2 separate regions of the Sus scrofa genome follow, and region 1 is linked to region 2. Evidence: chromatin contacts called from public promoter capture Hi-C data. All regions are on one chromosome and are shown on one strand. Each heading gives the region's core, a stretch centred on a gene start, on an enhancer-like site or on the middle of the called end of the contact. The rest is flanking DNA. Distances are from core to core; before and after follow the strand shown.

Evidence for each region. Promoter capture Hi-C pulls out the DNA fragments that hold promoters and counts their contacts.
Region 1: a contact with region 2 is called in a promoter capture Hi-C map of fetal skeletal muscle, with 6 times the contacts expected there. The contact joins the promoter of CXCL2 here to the promoter of RASSF6 in region 2. A contact is called at or near these places in 3 of 5 promoter capture datasets (fetal skeletal muscle and liver), 10 of 47 Hi-C or Micro-C datasets (alveolar macrophages, blood, embryonic fibroblasts and 4 more) and 1 of 2 datasets of contacts at active chromatin or transcription factors (alveolar macrophages).

The regions. Positions count from the first base shown.
Region 1 is chr8:70,155,556-70,159,103 of Sscrofa11.1, reverse strand. It overlaps CXCL2 (chemokine (C-X-C motif) ligand 2), which reads right to left and starts at 1,851. Exons shown (of 4, transcript NM_001001861.2): 1 at 1,720-1,851; 2 at 1,492-1,615; 3 at 1,297-1,380; 4 at 1-693. The coding sequence starts at 1,819. The coding sequence ends at 678.
Region 2 is chr8:69,830,726-69,834,347 of Sscrofa11.1, reverse strand. RASSF6 (ras association domain-containing protein 6) reads left to right here and starts at 2,190. Exons shown (of 11, transcript XM_005666740.3): 1 at 2,190-3,071.

The DNA of each region.
Region 1 (3,548 bases), core at 602-3,101, 330 kb before region 2:
ATCAATAAATATCCAAACCTCTCTATTTCAGGACAGAGCGGAAACACAGTGTAATTAACTCTAAACAAGGCATTATGCCTTACAAGGAAGACATAAAATGTCCAAGGGATATTTAGAACATTGTCGTTTTTAAAACTTCAACATCAGAAATGTTTACCACAGTCTGTGAAACTGTCTCAATAAATAACAACCGACAATCTTCTCTTCAGTATAAATGCACACATACAACCCCCCCTACCCTAACAGTGACCTGTTTGCCTGGATCCCCCACCAGGGTCTCCAGCTTTTATCACAGTGGATGGTACAGCGTGCTATCCTGACAACCCAAAAACTAGTTTAATGAATGATGAGCACTTAAGAGACACAACCTTCAAATTAAATACTAGTCAAGACTGGACTAACTTTGATTCAACATAAAAATGACCTTTCGAAATAGCAATACAGAGACCTGCCAAACACATTCATATCTTTAAATATTAGATAGCACATTAAATATACAAGCTTTGAAAAATAAATAAATAAATACACATATAAATAAATAGAAGAAATCTCATAAGAAGTAGCCAAATGCATGAAACACAGTCCAGGTGGCCCCAGGGGCTATTTGCTTCTCTTCTTTCACTTTGATTCCGCTAAAGCTACAGCAGTAGCCAGTAAGTTTCCTCCATCTCTCTACATCAGTTGGCACTGCTCCTGTGATGAGAAAAAGGTTCATGTTAGTAGGACTTAAAAGCTGACCTCAAAACCCTGTACCAAGTGCTACCTAGACCACTGCTGCCATGTGTAGCAGAAAATGCCAGCTTCTAGAAGCTGTTTAATTGAGAATAAGGTGCCTGTGGTTACAATCTTATTATTAGCTTCAGAAAGCCAGAAGATAATGCCACATTGGGCATACATGACATCACTTAAGCCTTGGATCAAACCCCATGAAGCAGCTTTATTATTTTTCCCGTGTTATTGAGACTTAGGTTAAGTACTGTCCCTGGGGTTAAAGGAATAATAAAGAGTGGAACCTCTCTTTAGCCATTTTAGCACCACTGGCTAAATAAATCTACTTAATCTTTTAGGGACATACATTTGGTCACACTCATCTGACTGGGGATGGAGAATGGGCTGAGGATGCAAGGCTCTGGAAATATCCTTCTGACACCAGAGCAGATTAATGACCTTAATAGCAAATGAATGGTGAAATAATCATGATTTTCAGCCCTGCACCTAAATCGTGGGTTTCTCTGGTATAATTTGCAGGAGACAGAATGACTCTACTCACACGAGTGAATAAAAACTATAACTCACTTGTTTAGCATCTTCTCGATGATTTTCTTCACCATGGGGGCTGAGGGGTTGAGACAAACTTCCTGACCATTCTTGAGAGTGGCTCTGCAGAGAGCAGGGAGAATCCATGTGAGGCAGGAGGTCGGGCTGGGGAGTCAGGGTTGGGGCGTTGGGACGCTGGGGGTGACAAGGACAGCGGCGGGCAGGGAAGCTTACATGACTTCCGTTTGGTCACAGTGGGGTCCCGGGGACGTCACCTTCAGGTCCTGGATGTTCTTGAGGTGAATTCCTTGCACCGTCTGCAGGCACTGGCAGCGCAGTTCGCCGCCCACGGGGGCCCCTGCCAGGAAGACAGATTCGGTTAGTGGGGTGTTCTCCGACGGGCGTCTCCCCCCCTTACCCGTCCCCGCGTCCGGCCTGGGGATGCCAGGCGCCGAGTCTCACCTGCTGTGCGCCGGCCAGCGGCCACTAGAAGCAGGAGCAGCAGCGCAGCGCGGAGGAAGCGCGGGGCGCAGGGGGAGGCGGCGATCGCGGCGCGGGCCATGGGGCTTAGCTCGGAGGGTGGCTGTCTGCTGCAGGTGGGCTGGAGGGAGTGCTGGTGGAGCGGGTTCTGTGGCTCCCTGAGCGGTGCGAACGCCTTTTATTCTGATGGGACTGGAGCTGGCAGCCCCAGGCCAGGGAAATTCCCTGATGCGCGGGTCATTCCTGGGTCCGGAAGGAAGGCGCAGCCCCGCCCTCCTCCCGCGTAATTCTTGCTTTGGAAGTGTCATCTTTGTGCCCAAATCCCCACGGGGGGAGTCACAACTTAGTGGAGAGAGGCATCTGTGACGAACGTTAGTTATTAAGGTTGAGGGGGGAAGCAGAGAGAACTTGCGTGTGCTCTTTACGCATAAGTATCTTGGGGTTTGATGATTTTATTTACGTCCGCCTAAATACACTGTTATAACACAGTTTTAGCATATTATACATTAGAAAGTTCCCCTACTTCCTGGTATTTTAAAAGCACAGATAAATCACACTTTGTGTCACAGCGTCCCTCATGGGTGAGGGGACGATCAGTATCAAAAATTGAATTCAGTGTTTAATGCGGAACAAAGTGTTGTAATCCCACTTAGCTTCCTTTCTCTGGGAAATTCTGGAACTTCCACAGCTCGAGTAAGTCCATGAATACCACCTTTTTGGTGTCGAGGGTGTTGATTAATCCTTAAAATACGGATTAATGTTTGGATCTGTTGCGAGGAGAGCTCACAGGTCCACGGTTTCTAGTTTTGTCCAAGAATAAAACAGGTAATAGAAATCAAGAGCGGATGCGTAGTGTGAGCAGCACGCTTTGCTCATCCAAGCAGCAACAAAACAAAACAAAAACAAAAAAATCGTGTTCCTGGGAAGTAGCTTAGAGCTAGATCACGCATCGCATCTCCGTTCCTTGTTTATGGTCACAAATCTCATTTCATTTCCTTGTTCTATGGCCTTTCCTGCTTCTAGTGATTTGATTTCCTCTCTAGAGAAAGAATCACAGTCAAATTTTATTTCTACTGACTTCTAATGAGGCATTTCAAGCTATTAACTGGAGACTTTGTCATTGTGTCATTTTCATCCTTAGTTGTAATGTCTTTTGTTGGATTATATTCAGGTAGGTTTCAGATGGTTTAGGTGTGATTCTGAATGCAGATCTGTGAGAGCTATGGACATATCCCGTGGGAAGCAGGTGGGGGGATGCTATAGAGATGAGGGAGGCACTGAGCAAGACTGCTCTAGATTGCTAGAGTAGGAATTCAGCTCCCCAGATTAATGGTGCATGACTTCCAACCTGTTTGTGCCTTAGTTTCTCATCTGGAAAATGGAGCTTAAGGGTAGTATCTACTTCAACGAGTTGTTATGATGAATAAATGTTTTGACATTTAAATACTATAAATTATATATTAAATGCTATAAATAATTTTAAGTAAATAAAATAGAAATTTCTTTTTCTGTATTAATAAGCTGAAACTAACCTGGGGATAAAATCTTTGTACAAAGAGAAAAGAATTATTGGAAAAAAGAAAAATCCTCCAATATAAAATGTTTGTATATTTTTTTCTTAAAAAGAAAATTTAGAATGTTTTTTTTTTCTAGTTTAATTGTTGGGTAATTTTGTAACTCTAGTTTTAGGACTTTCAACTACAAAATGTGGATAAAATTAAAAATGTTTCATCTTGATTATTTGAAAAGATTCTAAGTGACTTGATTTTAAACAAATATTTGTCTCTACATTTTTTTTTTTTTTTGTCAGT
Region 2 (3,622 bases), core at 941-3,440:
GAAATATATATACATATATATTTTAAGGATAGGAAAGCTTTTTAACACTCCATGTAAGCAATAAAGAAAACTATTAATAGATTAACTATTTAAATTTTTAAACTTTTCATAGGTAAAAAAAATTGACCATACACAAAATTAAAAGGCAAACAATGCTGGAAAATATAGTCAGAGCATATATGACAAAATGTTGATATAATTAATATATAAAGAGATTTTATATAGAAATCAATACAGAAAAGGTGAACAAAGAGTGTAATAAATAAAAAGCAAAAATACAAGACCAGTCTAAAAAAAGTTCAATCTTACAAGCAATCAATAATATACATATTTAAAATAGGATATGATTTTTTTTACACTTTTCAAAATATTAAATGTTTAAAAGAAGAAAAATAAGCCAAAGATTACTCCAGGAATACAAAATTGACAGTTGAGAGAAATTCTTTTAAAGAAATGCATTCCCTTTCATCTGGCCACTTCATTTTTTGAAATGTGTCTAAAAGCATAATTACAAACGTGTGTAATTACAGATAAATGTTTACTGCAGTGTTGTTTGTAGCAATACAAATTTTCCACAATAAGAAACTGATTAAATACACAATGGTATATCTATATGGTATAATATAGTACAGCTAGTTAAAATCACATTGCAGGGAAAAAAACTGACTGACATGTGGCAAATTGTTCATAATGTTTTATATGATAAAAGCAGGTTATAAAACAATAAGCCAAGTGCAATGGCATTTTGGTAAATATCTGTAGAGAAAGTATGTCAATAAAGATATTCACCAAATTGTTCTCAGTAATTATATTTGAGAGGTGGAATTCTGGGTGATTTTTTTCTCTATACGTTTGTTTTTCAAATTTTCCACATTGCAAATGAGTAATTATATATTTTGATGTGGGGGGGGAAATTACATCTTTACAAAAGGTTAAATACACCAAAACAAAAAGAATCACTGAAACTCACCAAAAGAAACCTGTCATTGGAATGAAGACTTCAAGGATGTTTGCAGATAAACAATGCAAAATAAGTTTCCCCTGATAATAAATAAATGCAGACAATGGGAGTGGGGCATGGATTTGAACAAAGATGTTCTGAAGCCTAGGAGCTGTGGACACAGCAGATCCTGTTAGTCATTATCCAAAGGTCAATTCATAGCCCTCAAACCAATACCCACAGAAAACACCAAGTCTCACTGTCCCATATGTGAGGCTGAAGAAGCTTTGATTTCGATCCAATAAGCGCATTTGCCTGTTTCTATGCAGTCTACTAAAATAGCCCAAGGAATAACCAATCTGATCATTCATGGTCTCCACACACAAGTTAACTAGATGAACAGTCTGACATTTTGAGCACAGAGAATCCTTAAAGGGCTATATCAAACACATAACCTGCAAATCTAGAGTGATGGTCAGTATGTTAATTTGACATTTTAAACATGCAGGACCCCAGGAATCAACTCTGCCTACCGAACTTGTTGCAGAAATTATATTTAATTTCTCTTGAGGAATCTAAGCTTTATACTTACAAGATAAGCTTTTAAAAAATTATCGAAGAGTGTCCATCTTGGCACAGCAGAAACAAATCTGACCAGTATCCATGGGGACGCAGGTTTGATCCCTGGCCTCGCTCAGTGGTTAAGGATCTGGCATTGCCATGAGCTGTGGTGTAGGTCACAGTGAGGCTCAGATCCCTCATTGCTGTGGCTGTGGCGTAGGCCTGCAGATGCAGCTCCCATTCGACCCCTAGCCTAGGAACCACCATAAGCTGTGGGTATGGCTCTATAAAGACAAAAATAAAATAAAAATAAAGTAAATAAAAAATTATCAAAGTTGCTTTACATAGGAAACAGGTAAAGTACCAATGATACCCAAGTGCATTGTGTGTGTGTGTGTGTGTGTGTGTGTGTGTGTAAAAGCACTATTTCCACAGCATCTATCCTCTGAGTGTCTGAGTGTCTCTAAGTCTAAGGGGCTTTTGGGGGAACTGGTTTTTTAGGTAAAAATGAAAAGCCTTAGCATTTGATAGTTTTCAAAGAGAGAGCTGCTTTGTTTTGTTTTGTTTTTTGTTTTGTTTTGTTTTGTTTTTGAACACTCAGTTCCTTTATTCATTCCTTTCTTTTTGAGGCATGAGAGTCTTATACTACTACATACGTTTCAGGTGCTTCACTGTTTGCATAATGATCACCATAAAAGGTTAGTTACCTAGACTTTAGTGCCCTTTTTGAAACTGGAGGTGTTGAGGAAAAGCCAAGTCTCCAAATCCAATTGGACAGGTAGTAATTAAATTACGATTCATTTCCTCTTGCACGTTCATGACAAGTTTCCAATTCTGATGTCTACCAGATTCTTCCGTGGAGCTCGTAAAAAAATACTCCCACCTACCCCAGACCTTCCAGATCGGCGTCTCACAGGTGCCGAGGCCCGTGGGTGCCCAGATTTAACCAGATACACAGTTGACTCTGGTGGGCTCTGTCGTGTGAGAACCATGCTTTGTGAGAAAAGGTGCCTGTAGGGAAAGAAGGAAGCAAAAGAGCAAGAATTAAGAAACTTCCAATTAAAAGAGAAATGTTTAACCGGAAGAACGTGTGAAGCAGGACATTCAGTCCTAGTCGCTGTCATTTCTTATAGACTGTTTCTCTATAGACTGGAGAGGAGCGATTCGAATCTGTCCAGTCAGAGGGTAAAGCAGTCACCAGAATGTCACTTCCCTGGTCTTCAAGATGTGTGACAGGGAGCAAAGGAGCGTTCCTATCAGCTGCTCCGAAGAAAGTAAACACTCCCAACATGCACTGAGGCACAGGGAGTGGCTCAGGTTTCTACCACTTCCCTGCTGTGGCGAAAAGGAGTAATAATTAACAGCTTCTTAGGCTTGAGGACCGGCAAGACGGAGGGGCACCGCCAGGCGCGGAGGGAGCCCTGTGCCGCCCTTCCCCCTCCCCGGCTCCGCCCTCCACCTTCACCTCTGCGACAGGTGAGCGAGCGGAGCGGGGACTCCAACGGTGATCAGAGTTTGTGACTGAGCGAGGCAACAAACTCGTCGGAGCAGGTTCAGCCCTACAACTAAGGTAAAAAGCCTTCTCCTGTTCACAGTGTGTGTAACAGGTGCAAAAGGAGGATAGGGAGAAGAACCCCTCCAACCCTCTCCCTGAGGTCAAGTTGAGGATAAAGCATTAGAAAGCAGAATCCATAGGCAGCCAGGTTGGAAGGTGTGCGTGGAGCAGAGCAGCCTGAAACCCGGACATTCTTTTCCTTTGGATTTTTTCCAGTATCCTTTCCTGACCCAGGTAAGCATGTGGGGACCAGGTAGGAAAAGAGAGAAGAGCCTGGAGCTAGGTGTGGCCACCAACCCCACCTCCGTTTTCTAACAGGAATCCAACTCTGTAAGATCTTTACCTGAAATTGTGTTTACAGGGTGACTCCTGCCTGATGCCCCCGTCTCGCTGTGTTCTAATCGTTACAGTGTTGTTTGTAGTCAATCGGCAGACTTAAAAGGTCTTTTTTTATTTGAGAGTTTAGCTAAACTATTATTATTTTCAGCATATTAACAGAGACTTCCCCTCCCCCAGCCACCACCCCAAACACTGGAGAGGATTTCTGATATAATTTAAGATGGCCC